Regions from separate parts of the Zea mays genome. Here region 2 is linked to region 1. The links are chromatin contacts, called in public Hi-C maps. All regions are on one chromosome and are shown on one strand. Each heading gives the region's core, a stretch centred on a gene start, on an enhancer-like site or on the middle of the called end of the contact. The rest is flanking DNA. Distances are from core to core; before and after follow the strand shown.

Region 1 (7,137 bases), core at 1,932-4,431:
AGCACTTTCACCAGGGAAGAGAGGCTGATAAAATCACATTTAACAAAAAATGTGTTTAGTTCTGAGTTTGTTGCCCAGATGGATACATAACCACAGGAAATCTGTGGGATAAGCAAAGAAGAGAAACTAACCTGGCCAAGAAGCAGCTCAGCAAGAACACATCCAGCTGACCAAATATCAATTGATGTTGTGTACTCAGTTGCCCCAAATATGAGCTCTGGAGCACGGTAATAACGTGAACATATATATGATATGTTTGCTTCACCTTTGACCTGATCAAATTGTGAAATAAAGTAGGATTAAAATGAGTAAAATATATATTCTATATATCCAGAAACTTGAAAAGCAACAAAACTACGTTAAACGAATAGGATGGCATTGAAGCAGCAGCAAAATAGGAGGCAGTCCAGGTGGAACACTGGATTCTTCTCTCACCCCTTTTGTGCCACTGGATTCTATTCAGCAGTGTGTAAGAAATTTTGTCCATAGAAACTTTTATAACAACAAAAGGAAGCTACTTCATCACTAAAAACAATGTATGCAAATCAAACTGCACTGTTATGCCTTCTTTAGAACAACAAAGAAAACATATGATATTAGCTGTACACAAGCTACAGGACTGCATTAACTTACCAACATTTTGGCACTCCCAAAATCACATATCTTCACTTGGTGAGTCAGTGGATCAACCTATAATGAATGAGCTGACTATCAGATTCAGATTAATTAAGAATTAAGATTTTGTGAAACCAAATTATAAGATATGGACAGGCCATACCAAAAGATTTTGTGGTTTCACATCCCTGTGGCAAACTCCAGGTACTGTGTGAATATAGGCTAAGCCTCGAAATATCTGCAAAAAAATCAAAATCACATCCAATCTTCTGTAGATTTAACAAAAAGAGTAGCAGAACATTCCAGAATCCAAAAGAGTATAAATGATTTTTTTACCTGGTAGGTATATAATTTGACATAAATGAGTGGCATCCTCTGGTTCATATTGCTGTAATGTTTCAACACCCGATATAATGACTCGGGAACAAACTCCATCACTAAGTTAAGGAAAAGTTCATCTCTGCTTGTGGTAGAGAAGAAGCAATGCTTCAAGGAAACAACATTGCAGTGATCCATGGATCGCATGATTTGTAGCTCCCTGTTCTTGTAGCGCTTGTCCTGCAAAACCTTCTTAATCGCAACAGTCTCACCAGTCTCCAGACATTTTGCCTAAATGTACATGCAGACAATAGAATCAGGGTAACTAAAAAAACATAGGAAGGTTTATAGCAAAGCAGCCATCACGGTACCTGGAAGACGATTCCAAATGATCCAGTTCCCACAACTCTCTCTGCCATGTAGCTGATAGTCTAAGCAGCAGAAAAACACACAACCCAAGTTAGGAAAGATATAGCTGTATGCACGACATTCAATAATGTCCGGTGAATTTTGGTCCCATAAAAATTACCCTTTTAGGCTCTCCATTCTTCCCTCCAATGGTTGTCGAGATTATATGGCCTGTGACCGGATCACTCCCTTCAATCATAGAACCAGCATGCTGTCACAAAGTAAAATCCATAAAAAAAGGTGGCAGCACATAGCCGAGACATGGTACCCTTCTTAAAATGCCGAGGACTGCGGCACAAGGTAGTAGAATTGGGGAATTACAGCCATCTAACTATTGCTAATTCACACAAACTAGGCTTGCTAGAAATGAAAACTCAACAATTCAGAAAATCCTTATCCACAAACAGAACTGAAATCGCAACAAGACAAAACATACATCACAAACCTGCCAATCACACCATGGCTTAGGGGGTGTTTGAATACACTAGAGATAATAGTTAGCTGCTAAAATTAGCCGATGACATCCAAACAGTCTAGCTAATAGTTTAGCTACTAGCTATTTTTAGCAAATTAGCTATTGTTAGCTAGCTAAGAGCATCTCCAAGAAAACACGTAAAGGCTTCCCAAAACCATTTTTATAAAAGAAACGCTGATTTCCATACTCCAACAGAATCCCCTTCCTTGCTCGCATTTTTTCGCGACCCACAAACAAGGATTGGCGTCCCTCAAATATGTGCGACAAGAAAGTTCCCCAATCGCCTGCGTACGTGCGCGCACTAGCTGGTGGCGTGGCGGGCGTGTCCTGCGCTGGTGTGCGAGAACACAAGGCAGGGGGATGCAAATTTAAAAAAAAACCAACGACATGTATGTGGGCTAGCTACATGCATTAAAAGTTGGTCCAATTTCGTTTTAGTTTTTTATTTTGGGGAAACTGCTGGAGTAAACATTTTATTCCACCCCTAATCAGTTTTAGTATGCCCTCTATAATCATTTTTTGGGGAAAATTTTTGCATATTCTTTTGGAGTTGCTCTAATTTCACTAGCAATTTTTTAGTCAACTAACTATTAGCTCTAGTGCATTCAAATATCCCTAACAAGAGAGTGAGATTAACTGTCACAATCATCTAAAAAAGAATTACCTAGTTCAATTCCCCCGTTTGGAGCAGTTGTGATCACCTAGTATACCACTATGCAAAGGCACCCCAAGCCGGCATGCCAAAGCCAAGCGGCCTGGCGAAAGCAGAGGCAAGAAGCTTGCATAGCGCGCACGCAAGGACCAGGAAGGCAGCGCAGCCGCATATCCTCCCCGGCAAGCAAAGCTCCTCCACCTCCCCAGAGAAATCGCGCGGGAGGGGCATGCAGCTAGACCTGGCCTCGCCGCGCGCGGAGCAGATCTACGGACGGATCGAACGAGGGAACCACCAAACACGACGCGGGGTAAACGAAACGAGGGGGGGGGGGGGGGGGGGGGGGGGCGGAACGGAGACATCCGGGAGGCCTGCGCGACCGCTCCGGGCCGCCGGAAACACACGGCGGCGGCCGACAGGAAAAAAAGAACCTCGCTCACCTTGGCGTCGGCGGGGGCGTGTGCTGTGCCTGCGGCGGCAGGGGGGAGCGGCTGGTCCACCTGCATCGGGTCCGCGGCGCCGGCGCCGTGGGCCCCACCCGGCATGGCGGCCATGTGGTGGGTGGTGGGGCTGCCGGCTGCGGGCGGAGACGACGCGGAAATGAACGTCCTCTCTCCCGTGTCCTCTTGGTCTCTCTCTCTGTATCGGTCTCTCTCTCCTCGGTGAGGTTGGGCCGTTGGGGAGGCGGCTGGGCTAGAGAGAGAGGGAGGCAGCGCCACCGCCCCGAGCCTCTTTTTCTCGCCAAAAGTACTATAAAAATATTCTATAATTTAAAACTAAATATATTTTATATAATTTAGAACACCAACAAAATATTATGTTCCAACATTAAAATTTTAAGGTCGTTTGACACAGCTCTGCTCTCTTGAAGAATCACTCCTGTCAAGCCAAACGATAAAAATCTAAAGTGCTTTATGGTATGAGTGAAGTCAATCTAGTCTTTACTTTGTACTATAAAGTGTGAGCCAAAAAACATGTTTCACACCACTCCTGACCTGCTCTCCACTGTTTAACCCCTCCGAAATCACTTCACAGCCTATTTACCAAACGGGTTTCATTAAATAGATTCACTTTCGGTAGAGAATCACTTAGAATCACTCTATCAGAGAATTAGCTCTCAGAGCTAGATAATCATAGAGCGGAGCTCTACCAAACGAGCCCTTAATTCTAGTTTATAGGGCAACCCATTAAGGTATAGTATATTTGAGGCACTTGAGAGGGTGCACTATATGTTTTTACAAAATTTTACAAAATGAGTTATTGTTGTAGTATTTTTTCTGTGTAGAGTCTTATATTTCAATTTGAGGTAGTTTGAGGTATTGTTGGAAATTTTCTTAGGGCTAGTTTGATAACCCTATTTTTTAATAGATTTTTATTTTTACAAAGAAAATTAGTTTATTTTTTCTTGAAAAATAGAATTTACTTGAAAAAATAAAGTTTCAAACTAGTCCCCACATGCTGCTACGAGGAGTTTCTGGACAAGGAGAATTTCGAGAATACCGGACCAGTGTTGATACTCGATAGTGTTGTACTCTAACTAAAAAGCTACCGATGGAATTTCAGGGCATCACACTATTTTCTATTTTTCAACATTGACTCTAAAGTCTTAAAACATGCTCGCGTTTCGGCCTCCCTCCGTGTTCTCGGGTACGACATCCTCACAGCTGCCGACACGTCCACGCACCACGGACGCGAGCGAGACTCTATCACGGACGTGAGGTTTTCGGACACGAATTGTTTATCCAATCCAGCTTTATCGTTCTCCCTTCCGCTATCTCCTCACACGCCGCCGCCTGCCCGACTTCCGGATCCGCTGCTCCCCTTCCCCTTTCGACCTCTTCCAGCCCGCTGCGGGGGAGCACGCACCAGCCGAGGTCGGCCGATCACGCGACAGAGATGGAGGCTCCGGCACCTATGCTGGCTACCGCGGATCTGGTGGCAAGGGGCGGAGGATTGGGAGGCGGCGACTCGGCTGCGCCTGCGTGGCTTCCTGCTGTCTGCTTCTACTCGCCCTCGAGTTTCGGCCTAACAAAGGAACAAGGCCGCAGCTGATGCCCCTGTAAAGGGAACGGAGTGCAGGCGACGCCGGGAGGAGATGCGGTGGCCATGTCTCTGATCTGGGTGTTCAGGTACGGCTCGCTGATCTTGAACCCACGCCCGCGTCGTCGGCTTCATCGGGGACTACCAAATCTGTTTGCCACTGTACGTCTGTCCGTGAAATTTCGCCATACCTCGTCGTACCCTTCCGCCAGTTCACCCATGTTGTCCCATAGACCCATACGCAGCAGCTGCAGGAGAAGATGTGGTGTGGTGCGTTCCCCTCCTCGTCGAAATCGTCGTTGCACGGATCTACATCGTCTCCACACCTCTGCACTGTCGAGGCATGGGCGCCGGAGCTGTTCTCCAGTCCACGGCAACAGGGAACGGAGAGATCCGGGAGGCCTGCGCGACCGCTCCGGGCCGCCGGAAACACACGGCGGCGGCCGACAGGAAAAAAAGAACCTCGCTCACCTTGGCGTCGGCGGGGGCGTGTGCTGTGCCTGCGGCGGCAGGGGGGAGCGGCTGGTCCACCTGCATCGGGTCCGCGGCGCCGGCGCCGTGGGCCCCACCCGGCATGGCGGCCATGTGGTGGGTGGTGGGGCTGCCGGCTGCGGGCGGAGACGACGCGGAAATGAACGTCCTCTCTCCCGTGTCCTCTTGGTCTCTCTCTCTGTATCGGTCTCTCTCTCCTCGGTGAGGTTGGGCCGTTGGGGAGGCGGCTGGGCTAGAGAGAGAGAGGGAGGCAGCGCCACCGCCCCGAGCCTCTTTTTCTCGCCAAAAGTACTATAAAAATATTCTATAATTTAAAACTAAATATATTTTATATAATTTAGAACACCAACAAAATATTATGTTCCAACATTAAAATTTTAAGGTCGTTTGACACAGCTCTGCTCTCTTGAAGAATCACTCCTGTCAAGCCAAACGATAAAAATCTAAAGTGCTTTATGGTATGAGTGAAGTCAATCTAGTCTTTACTTTGTACTATAAAGTGTGAGCCAAAAAACATGTTTCACACCACTCCTGACCTGCTCTCCACTGTTTAACCCCTCCGAAATCACTTCACAGCCTATTTACCAAACGGGTTTCATCAAATAGATTCACTTTCGGTAGAGAATCACTTAGAATCACTCTATCAGAGAATTAGCTCTCAGAGCTAGATAATCATAGAGCGGAGCTCTACCAAACGAGCCCTTAATTCTAGTTTATAGGGCAACCCATTAAGGTATAGTATATTTGAGGCACTTGAGAGGGTGCACTATATGTTTTTACAAAATTTTACAAAATGAGTTATTGTTGTAGTAGTTTTTCTGTGTAGAGTCTTATATTTCAATTTGAGGTAGTTTGAGGTATTGTTGGAAATTTTCTTAGGGCTAGTTTGATAACCCTATTTTTTAATAGATTTTTATTTTTACAAAGAAAATTAGTTTATTTTTTCTTGAAAAATAGAATTTACTTGAAAAATAAAGTTTCAAACTAGTCCCCACATGCTGCTACGAGGAGTTTCTGGACAAGGAGAATTTCGAGAATACCGGACCAGTGTTGATACTCGATAGTGTTGTACTCTAACTAAAAAGCTACAGATGGAATTTCAGGGCATCACACTATTTTCTATTTTTCAACATTGACTCTAAAGTCTTAAAACATGCTCGCGTTTCGGCCTCCCTCCGTGTTCTCGGGTACGACATCCTCACAGCTGCCGACACGTCCACGCACCACGGACGCGAGCGAGACTCTATCACGGACGTGAGGTTTTCGGACACGAATTGTTTATCCAATCCAGCTTTATCGTTCTCCCTTCCGCTATCTCCTCACACGCCGCCGCCTGCCCGACTTCCGGATCCGCTGCTCCCCTTCCCCTTTCGACCTCTTCCAGCCCGCTGCGGGGGAGCACGCACCAGCCGAGGTCGGCCGATCACGCGACAGAGATGGAGGCTCCGGCACCTATGCTGGCTACCGCGGATCTGGTGGCAAGGGGGCGGAGGATTGGGAGGCGGCGACTCGGCTGCGCCTGCGTGGCTTCCTGCTGTCTGCTTCTACTCGCCCTCGAGTTTCGGCCTAACAAAGGAACAAGGTCGCAGCTGATGCCCCTGTAAAGGGACCGGAGTGCAGGCGACGCCGGGAGGAGATGCGGTGGCCATGTCTCTGATCTGGGTGTTCAGGTACGGCTCGCTGATCTTGAACCCACGCCCGCGTCGTCGGCTTCATCGGGGACTACCAAATCTGTTTGCCACTGTACGTCTGTCCGTGAAATTTCGCCATACCTCGTCGTACCCTTCCGCCAGTTCACCCATGTTGTCCCATAGACCCATACGCAGCAGCTGCAGGAGAAGATGTGGTGTGGTGCGTTCCCCTCCTCGTCGAAATCGTCGTTGCACGGATCTACATTGTCTCCACACCTCTGCACTGTCGAGGCATGGGCGCCGGAGCTGTTCTCCAGTCCACGACAACAGGGATAGTACCTCTTTTACTTTATTTATTATTACATGCCTCCCTCTATGCTCTCCCTCCCCTCTTCGCATTTTAGGTCCCTACATCTACCGATGTCCTCGAGGACTATTTGGGTTTGTTATTTTTTGGAGTCGCCAGCTACCGTGAGAGTCCCTCGCTTTCCTGTTGAACCCTAGAA
Region 2 (7,137 bases), core at 3,452-5,951, 140 kb after region 1:
GTTGGAGGTTCACTGGTATTGATGGTGAACCTGCATGGGACCGAAAGCACATGACATGGGAGATTCTATGGTCAATAAAGGGAGACCACCGGATTCCTTGGCTTGTGATGTGGGATTTCAATGAGATTTTATATAATCTGGAAGGAGGGAGGTTCTACAATTAATAAAAGAAGCCAGCTGAGTCCTACAAAATTAGGCCTGTTTATCCAATGGACACTCCTTCATTCCAAAACAATATAATAACTTTGTACTTTGCCTTCAACCAACATTAAAGTTTTAGCATTAGCATACATTAAAAGAAATAATATTAAATACAAATCATTAACTTTTCCAATTAAATGTGAAGTCAGCTAGTATAGCTGTACTATTGTTAAGTGTGCACTCCAAAAGCCTCTCTAAACTTCAATCTCTATATTTCTCTATTTGGATAGCCATTCCATGAATATTCTCTTTATATATCTCTTGTCCCTCCAATGGCCCCCCTAAGTTTCAATCTCTATACTCTAATAGTTAGTTTGCTATAATTTTCCTCTAGCGATAAAATTCATGAGAACTATCATATATAACATGTAGAGTGTTGTAGCCTCAACATTAACAGAGAGCGGGAGTGGTGGTTTTGGAGTGAGACAGATGGAGTTGTTTAGAGAGTAAGTATTGGAGCCTGTTTGCGGGAAAATGTGGGTGCAACAAGCGGGAAAATGCGGGCGCAACACACGGGACGGGAAGGAAGCACCGAGCACGCCAACAGGCCAGATGGTGAGGGATGTAGACTATCCAAGAATAGAGAGTGAAGGTGGAAGGATGTTGAGCTAGTAAATCTGGAGAGCCATTTACAGAGTCTATTAGAGACCTTTTTCTTCTAATAGTCATATTTATCTTTAAAAAATAAATTTAGATAATCTCTTGGAGTTGCTCCAAGAGCATCACTCAACAATATCATCTAGAAACTTTTCAAACATCTCATTGTAATTTTTAGCTTTTTTCTGCAAACAATTAGCTGTAAATTATTATAGCAAAACATCCACCTAGCCAAGTTGATCGGTAGACCTGACAACAAACTCAACAATACTTACCGAAGATGATTGCTTACAAGCCAAAACAAAAGGAGAGATAGCATCTGTCTTATGGTTATGGGATGTAGCAGTTCAGCAGGAAATGTTTATACTAAATGAAGGCAAGTAGTGAACACTGCATGGTAAAGCAAGTTCTTCCGTTTCTGTCCTAGGGTTTTCGTGTAGTTTAAGGAAGTGCTCAAAAGTAGTTTTTTCCTCAAGGCACAGGAGAGCATTGCTCAAAAGTAGTGGCAAAAGGCTTCAAAGTTCAAAAAAATAATTTAGCATCCAACTGATACACATGTAATGTGCATCTTTCGCTAGAGTCTAGACAATTTATTTGTTCACTTAACTACAAGAGACTACTTCTATACTAATCCACATACCTCTGACTGTCAGGGAACTCATTCCTCTGTAGCTGGGGTAGGTTCTTCTGTAGCTAGAGATTCCTCTGTAGCTGGGGTAGCAAATCTTGATCTTCTATTTTCCTTCAGAAGCTCAATCTCCTTATAGAGTCCTTCCATTCTGCTCCACAGTGAGTTGACAGACAGTCCCCACTCTTCAAGCTTTGAGAACCATTTGTACTGGAATCTTTCGATCATATCATTTACCATGGCAATTTTTTGCTGCTCCTCCTCACACCGCCTCTTCTCCAACTCCCTCACACTAAGAACAAGACCACCACCACCAGCAACATCATCATAAAGAGGAACATTGCAAGGGAACTTCTTCCTGTACTCATCAAAAGAAGCCCGGGTCTGTTTTAAAGCTCTTTTGTAGGTAGTTACCAAATGGGCCATAACATTCAGATCATGCTCGAAGCGTCTAAGCTCCACTTGATACTTGTTCTGTTGCTCAAACCGAGCTGAGTTTAGGGATTGGATAATGGCTTCCTTCTCTTGCAGCATGTCAGACCAATGTTGTTTCTCAAATTGCAAACTCTGAAGTTTTTGCTCCTTCTGCTCATAGAGCCTGCTTGCCTCAACCATCAAGTTCTGTATAGGTACCGAAAAGCTTGCGTTGAAAAAGCCTGATCCAGGTGATATGTTGCCACTGTTACTATGGCGCATCCTCTTCTGCTGATTAGACTGAGGAAAGTCCTCTTGCGCCTGCATATTGTCATCGTAACCATCAATATCATCAATATTCCTCTTACCATTATTCCCAAATAAATATGAGCTCCCTGGTCCCAGATCCACTCCATTCTTATGTGCATCAGCCCCCATAGCCAAGAAATCCCCAGAAGGCAGATCATGCACATTCCCTGCTACATTGTACGTTGAGGGAATTGAGTTCATGGCTTGGAGGAGGTTTGATGGTGTCATCCTTTCTGAAGATGCCCTCGCAGGGAAATCATCAAACCTCAACTCATCCTTCATTACAGTCTCCCCTTCATTCAGGTTCTCAAACTCCATGCCTCCAAATGTGTTACAGCGTTGCAAAGAATGTGACATTCCCTCATCCCCCCTGCCATCCCCAATTCTCCAATTCATGTCCTCTCCATCATTAACCTCAAATGCATCATCCTCTGACTCCTCTGCCTCTTCATTGGCACTGTCACTCTCATCCTCGTCCAGATTCTCAACATTAGTTTCCTCTTCCACATCCATAGCAACATAACCATTGGTAGAGTCAAACCCCAAGCTCAATCCCATTGCATCCTTCTCTTCATCCTCCTCAGCCTCATCATCCCCCAATTCCTCTGCAACAGCCACTACCTCCTGTGTTACAGCTGCTGCCTCCACCAAGGGTTCTTCACCATCCACATCTGTAGGCACTGGCACATCATCGCCCCCCATTGGTGCTACCTCTGCTGTTTCCTCATTATTGTCAAGCCTTGCCTCATGTACAGCAGGCACCACTTCAACTGCCACAAATCCCAAACATATTCCATCAATGTTTGTGCCATTGACATGCTCATCCGCAGTGTTCTTGTCATCTAAGTTTGGACCCTTAACATCCTCTTCCACCAACTCTGATTCATCATTCAATCTCTGGCTCCTTGTGTCTTCATTGACCGCATCCAATTCGACTATATTGTTGTTCATGGCATCCACAGACTCAGACTCATTGAAGGTCTTGCTCCTTGAATCTTCACTGACTGCCTCCATTTCATCTATATTGTTGTCCATGGCATCCGGATCCACATCCACAGCCTCAGATTCATCCAAGCTCTTGGTCCTTGCATCTTCATTGACCATCTCCATTTCATCTATATTGTTGTCCATGGCATGCGGATCCACATCCACATCCTCAGATTCATTCAAGCTCTTGCTCCTTGAGTCTTCATTGACCGCCTGCATTTCATCTATATTGTTGTCCATGGCATCCGGATCCACATCCACAGTCTCAGATTCATTCAAGCTTTTCCTCCTTGAGTCTTCATTGACTGTGTTTATTTCATCTATATTGTTATCCATGGCATCCGGATCCACATCCACAGACTCATATTCATCCAACCTCTTGCTCCTTGCATCTTCCTCAACCACCTCTAGTTCCTCTATACTGTTGTTCCTGTCATCCATATCCCCTAAACCCAACTCCTCCATGACCTTGTTCCTAGTAACAGAAACCCCCAATTCCAACTCGTCCAAACCATCACTCCTTGCACTAGCATTTCCCAATTCCGACTCCTCCAAGCTCTTGCTCCTCACGTCGTTACTGGCATCCCCATCCCTATCCCCCAGCTCCAGCTCCACCAAGCTCTTGCTTTTCATATCCACATCACCATCCTCCTCCATCTCCACATCAGTGGATGCCTCCGGAGCAGGCTCTCCTGTGCCCCCTTCCTCCACCAGCTCCAACAAATGTGGCTTTTGGGCATAAATGAGCCTCTGCAGATGAGGCCCGTAGTAGCACACCCCGTCTTCCCTCTTAGGCAGCTCGAGGATCTCCTTCTCGACGAGGCCCCACATCAGGCCCGCCCAGTCAACCCTATGCGCCGCCCCCTCCCTGACCGCCTGCTCCGCGGCGGCCACTTCCTGCGGCAGTATGCACATGTCGTCTCCTAGGAACGGGAGCAGAACGTAATCCTTCAGGAGCTGCATAACGGCAGGCACCACGGCTGCGGGGTCGATGTCGGCTGGGGCCGGCGCCGAGGGGGAGGGCTTCGAGGGTAGGCAGAGCGCGCGGGTAAAGTTGTGGCGCGAGACGGCGACACGGACGCCTCGGACGAAGCTGCGCTTGCAGACCGGGTCGTAGTAGGCGACGAGCGGGGCGATGAGGTCGGGGCGCAGGGTGTCGGATTGCAGGTCGAGGCGGAAAAACTCGAGCAGACCTAGGGCATCGAGCGCCGCCTCCTGCGCCGGCGGTAGGGCACGGGCCCCGGCAGCTGAGGACTCGAGGGATCGGAGGATGAGGTGGGCGCGGAGGTGGGACAGGCGCTGCTCCGCGGCAGCGCGCTGCTTGTCAGTGAGAGGCTTCTTGAGCTTGCCGCCGCCGCAGCCAGCTGTAGGCTTCCGCGGCGGCATGTCCGGATCCGGCGAGGCTTGCGTGGGGAGGGGATCGGCGGAGTCGGGCATGGCGGGTTGGGGAATTCGGGGAGGTGGCTTCGCGTGGGTTTTGGCTTCGGTTTTCCATGTGGGTGTGGATCAAATAATTGAGAGAGACGAGGGGCTTTTTTAAAAATGTTTGTTGTGCTATTTTTCAATTTGGACTACAGATTCATGCAGTCAACAGCGCTCTTGAATGGAATCGGTTATCTACTGTTCAAGTACTTGTCATCTATTGTTCTGCTTCAGAAACGCTAGAGTCTGTAATCCGTTATAAATTGGAAGCTTAAACAAAATGTGTACGAAAGATGAACTCCTTATCACTCTTTGCTTTTGTGCAAAAATAAATAAATCACATTTTTATCTTAGTTTTTCCTGATTACTAATTGTTATGGTAATGTGGCATCAGCGCCAAAACAAGCAAATGATTTTCAAATGTGTTGACAGCGGTTAAGGTCATGTATGTAGATTTTTATGGTTTAGGGCTAGTCTGGGAATACCATTTTCTCAAGCGATTTTCATTTTATCAAGAGAAAAAATAAACTAATTTTCTTTGAGAAAATAAAAATCACTCGGAAAATGGGGTTACCAAACTAGCCCTTAAACTGGAAAACTAGCAATACGTCACATTGGCCTCTTCGGCTGGACTCGTTCCTGGCTAGAGATTGCTAATAGATGACTAGTATGTCTGTCTCCAGCAACGTCACTTAAATTTCATCCCCTAAAGGGACAACGTTGTTGGATCTTTTATGGGCTTGGCCCATTTATTGAATAAACTTTATGGTGTGTAATGGTTGAGAATACCAATAGTACCATATTGGAAGTCCAAGTGTCTTTTGGCTTGACTTATATGGTGGGAATTATTCCACTTAATTTGAGAAGTCAAGAAATGGACAAGGGCGTGACACACACGCGTGTGCGCGCCACCGCCACCGCCGGCCTCGGGCGTGGCGAGGTAGGCAGGCAGGCGGCGAGCGGACGTGGTGTGGTTGTATTAATTTTTAGCACTCATTAACCGCGGGAGTTTCAAACTCCGGGTTAAACCTTTCAGTTGCCTGTCTCTTCGTCAGCGGCATGCGAGACCTTTGTCCTTCAGCTGCCCGTCTCCTGGCGTGCCGCATGCGACCCTTCTCCTTCAACTTCCCTCTGCGAGAGGTTAAGTAGAGGAGAACCCTCGTTCGAGACCTTGCACGGGGGATCGGCAATTAGGTTTTTAGGAAGCGTCTACGCAACTGCCCAAAACATCTTCCTGGCGACATGACAAGGGAAGCTGGACAAGGATCTGGATCATCAGAGCGCATGAGATGGTATGATCAGTTTATTTCCTTACTGTTTTACGTTTTGCAGATTATATATGTTTCATATATCCATATGTGATGTTTTATATGTAGCAATGATTTTATCTTATCTGTTATGTCTTATTATAATATGTTGTATCTGTTTGTTTTAATTTTATAGTAATGTTGTTTATGTTTTTATCTGTTTATTTTCAATTGTTCAGTCAGTTTACATGTTTATTATATTTATATGATTTATATGCTTCATATGCTTTGTGTTCTCATGATCTATATTGTTATGGATATATTTGAGATCACAATTTATATGATTAATTATCTTTTATATGTCATCGTCATAATGTTAATTTATGGAATTAAAATGATACGGAAATACCTATAATTCTAACAATCCCCTAAATTTCATCCCTTATGTCTAGTCTGGGAACTCTATTTTTCCATTAGATTTCTATTTTCTCAAGATAAAATAAACTAATTTCCCTTGGAAAAATAGAAATCCCTTAGAAAAATGTGGTTTCTAAATTAGTCCTTAAAGAAATATTCTCTGTCTTTTACAGCACACTCAAAAAGTTCCATCATCTATATCTTCTTCATCTCTAGCAGCATCCTCTAAATTTCGTCCTCTATATCTACAGTGTTACCAGATTACACAATAAACATTGTTTTTATATTGTCCACTTCTAAAAAATTGTTCTTATGTCATAGAATTAAAATATGCTACACAATATATATTCATTCTTTGTGCTATCTAAATTGAATTATGGACTAATTAAAACAATTACATTATGTACATATTATATTACTAATCTTTTTCGAAGAAAATGCTATTCAAATATTTTTTGTAAAATAAATTCGCATTGGACAAAAGAAACATCACTGGTGTCTTTATTTTTGCTTGTCCGTCATTTCATTGAATATATAGGTGGATTGCATGGTCTGTCATATGCCATGCTCGGAAAGTGCGGCGCGGGAACGAAAGAGCCGGTGTGATAGTGAACGATGGAGAAACGCCACATTTAGCGCGTCTGGCGTAGAGATGGGAGATGGCAATGGGTACCCGCTACTCGAAATCTGGTGGATTTTTGCTCTATTAGGGTATGAGTTTGGGTCAATTTCTGTACTCATGAGTTTGTTAATGGGTTCAAATGGAAACCCAACGGGTACGTGGGCATGAGTTTGTTCTTCCACTACTCATACCCGCAAACTCATGGGTTTTTAAAATCCGCCTTAAAATCACCATTCCTTATAAATAGTCTCATAATATTATTAATTGAATATGTTCTAATTGAAATAAACTTT

The links. A called contact is a pair of places that touch in the nucleus more often than the background predicts.
Region 2: a Hi-C map of leaf shows a contact between it and region 1, with 2.2 times the contacts expected there. The contact joins the promoter of LOC103654780 here to the promoter of LOC100191610 in region 1. A contact is called at or near these places in 6 of 25 Hi-C or Micro-C datasets (ear, leaf and tassel).

What each region holds. Positions count from the first base shown.
Region 1 is chr4:237,092,783-237,099,919 of Zm-B73-REFERENCE-NAM-5.0, forward strand. It overlaps LOC100191610, which reads right to left and starts at 3,182. Exons shown (of 12, transcript NM_001137039.1): 1 at 2,909-3,182; 2 at 1,463-1,552; 3 at 1,305-1,364; 4 at 952-1,224; 5 at 779-853; 6 at 634-690; 7 at 132-272; 8 at 1-24. The coding sequence starts at 3,022.
Region 2 is chr4:237,231,892-237,239,028 of Zm-B73-REFERENCE-NAM-5.0, forward strand. LOC103654780 reads right to left here and starts at 4,702. Exons shown (of 3, transcript XR_002269346.3): 1 at 1,439-4,702.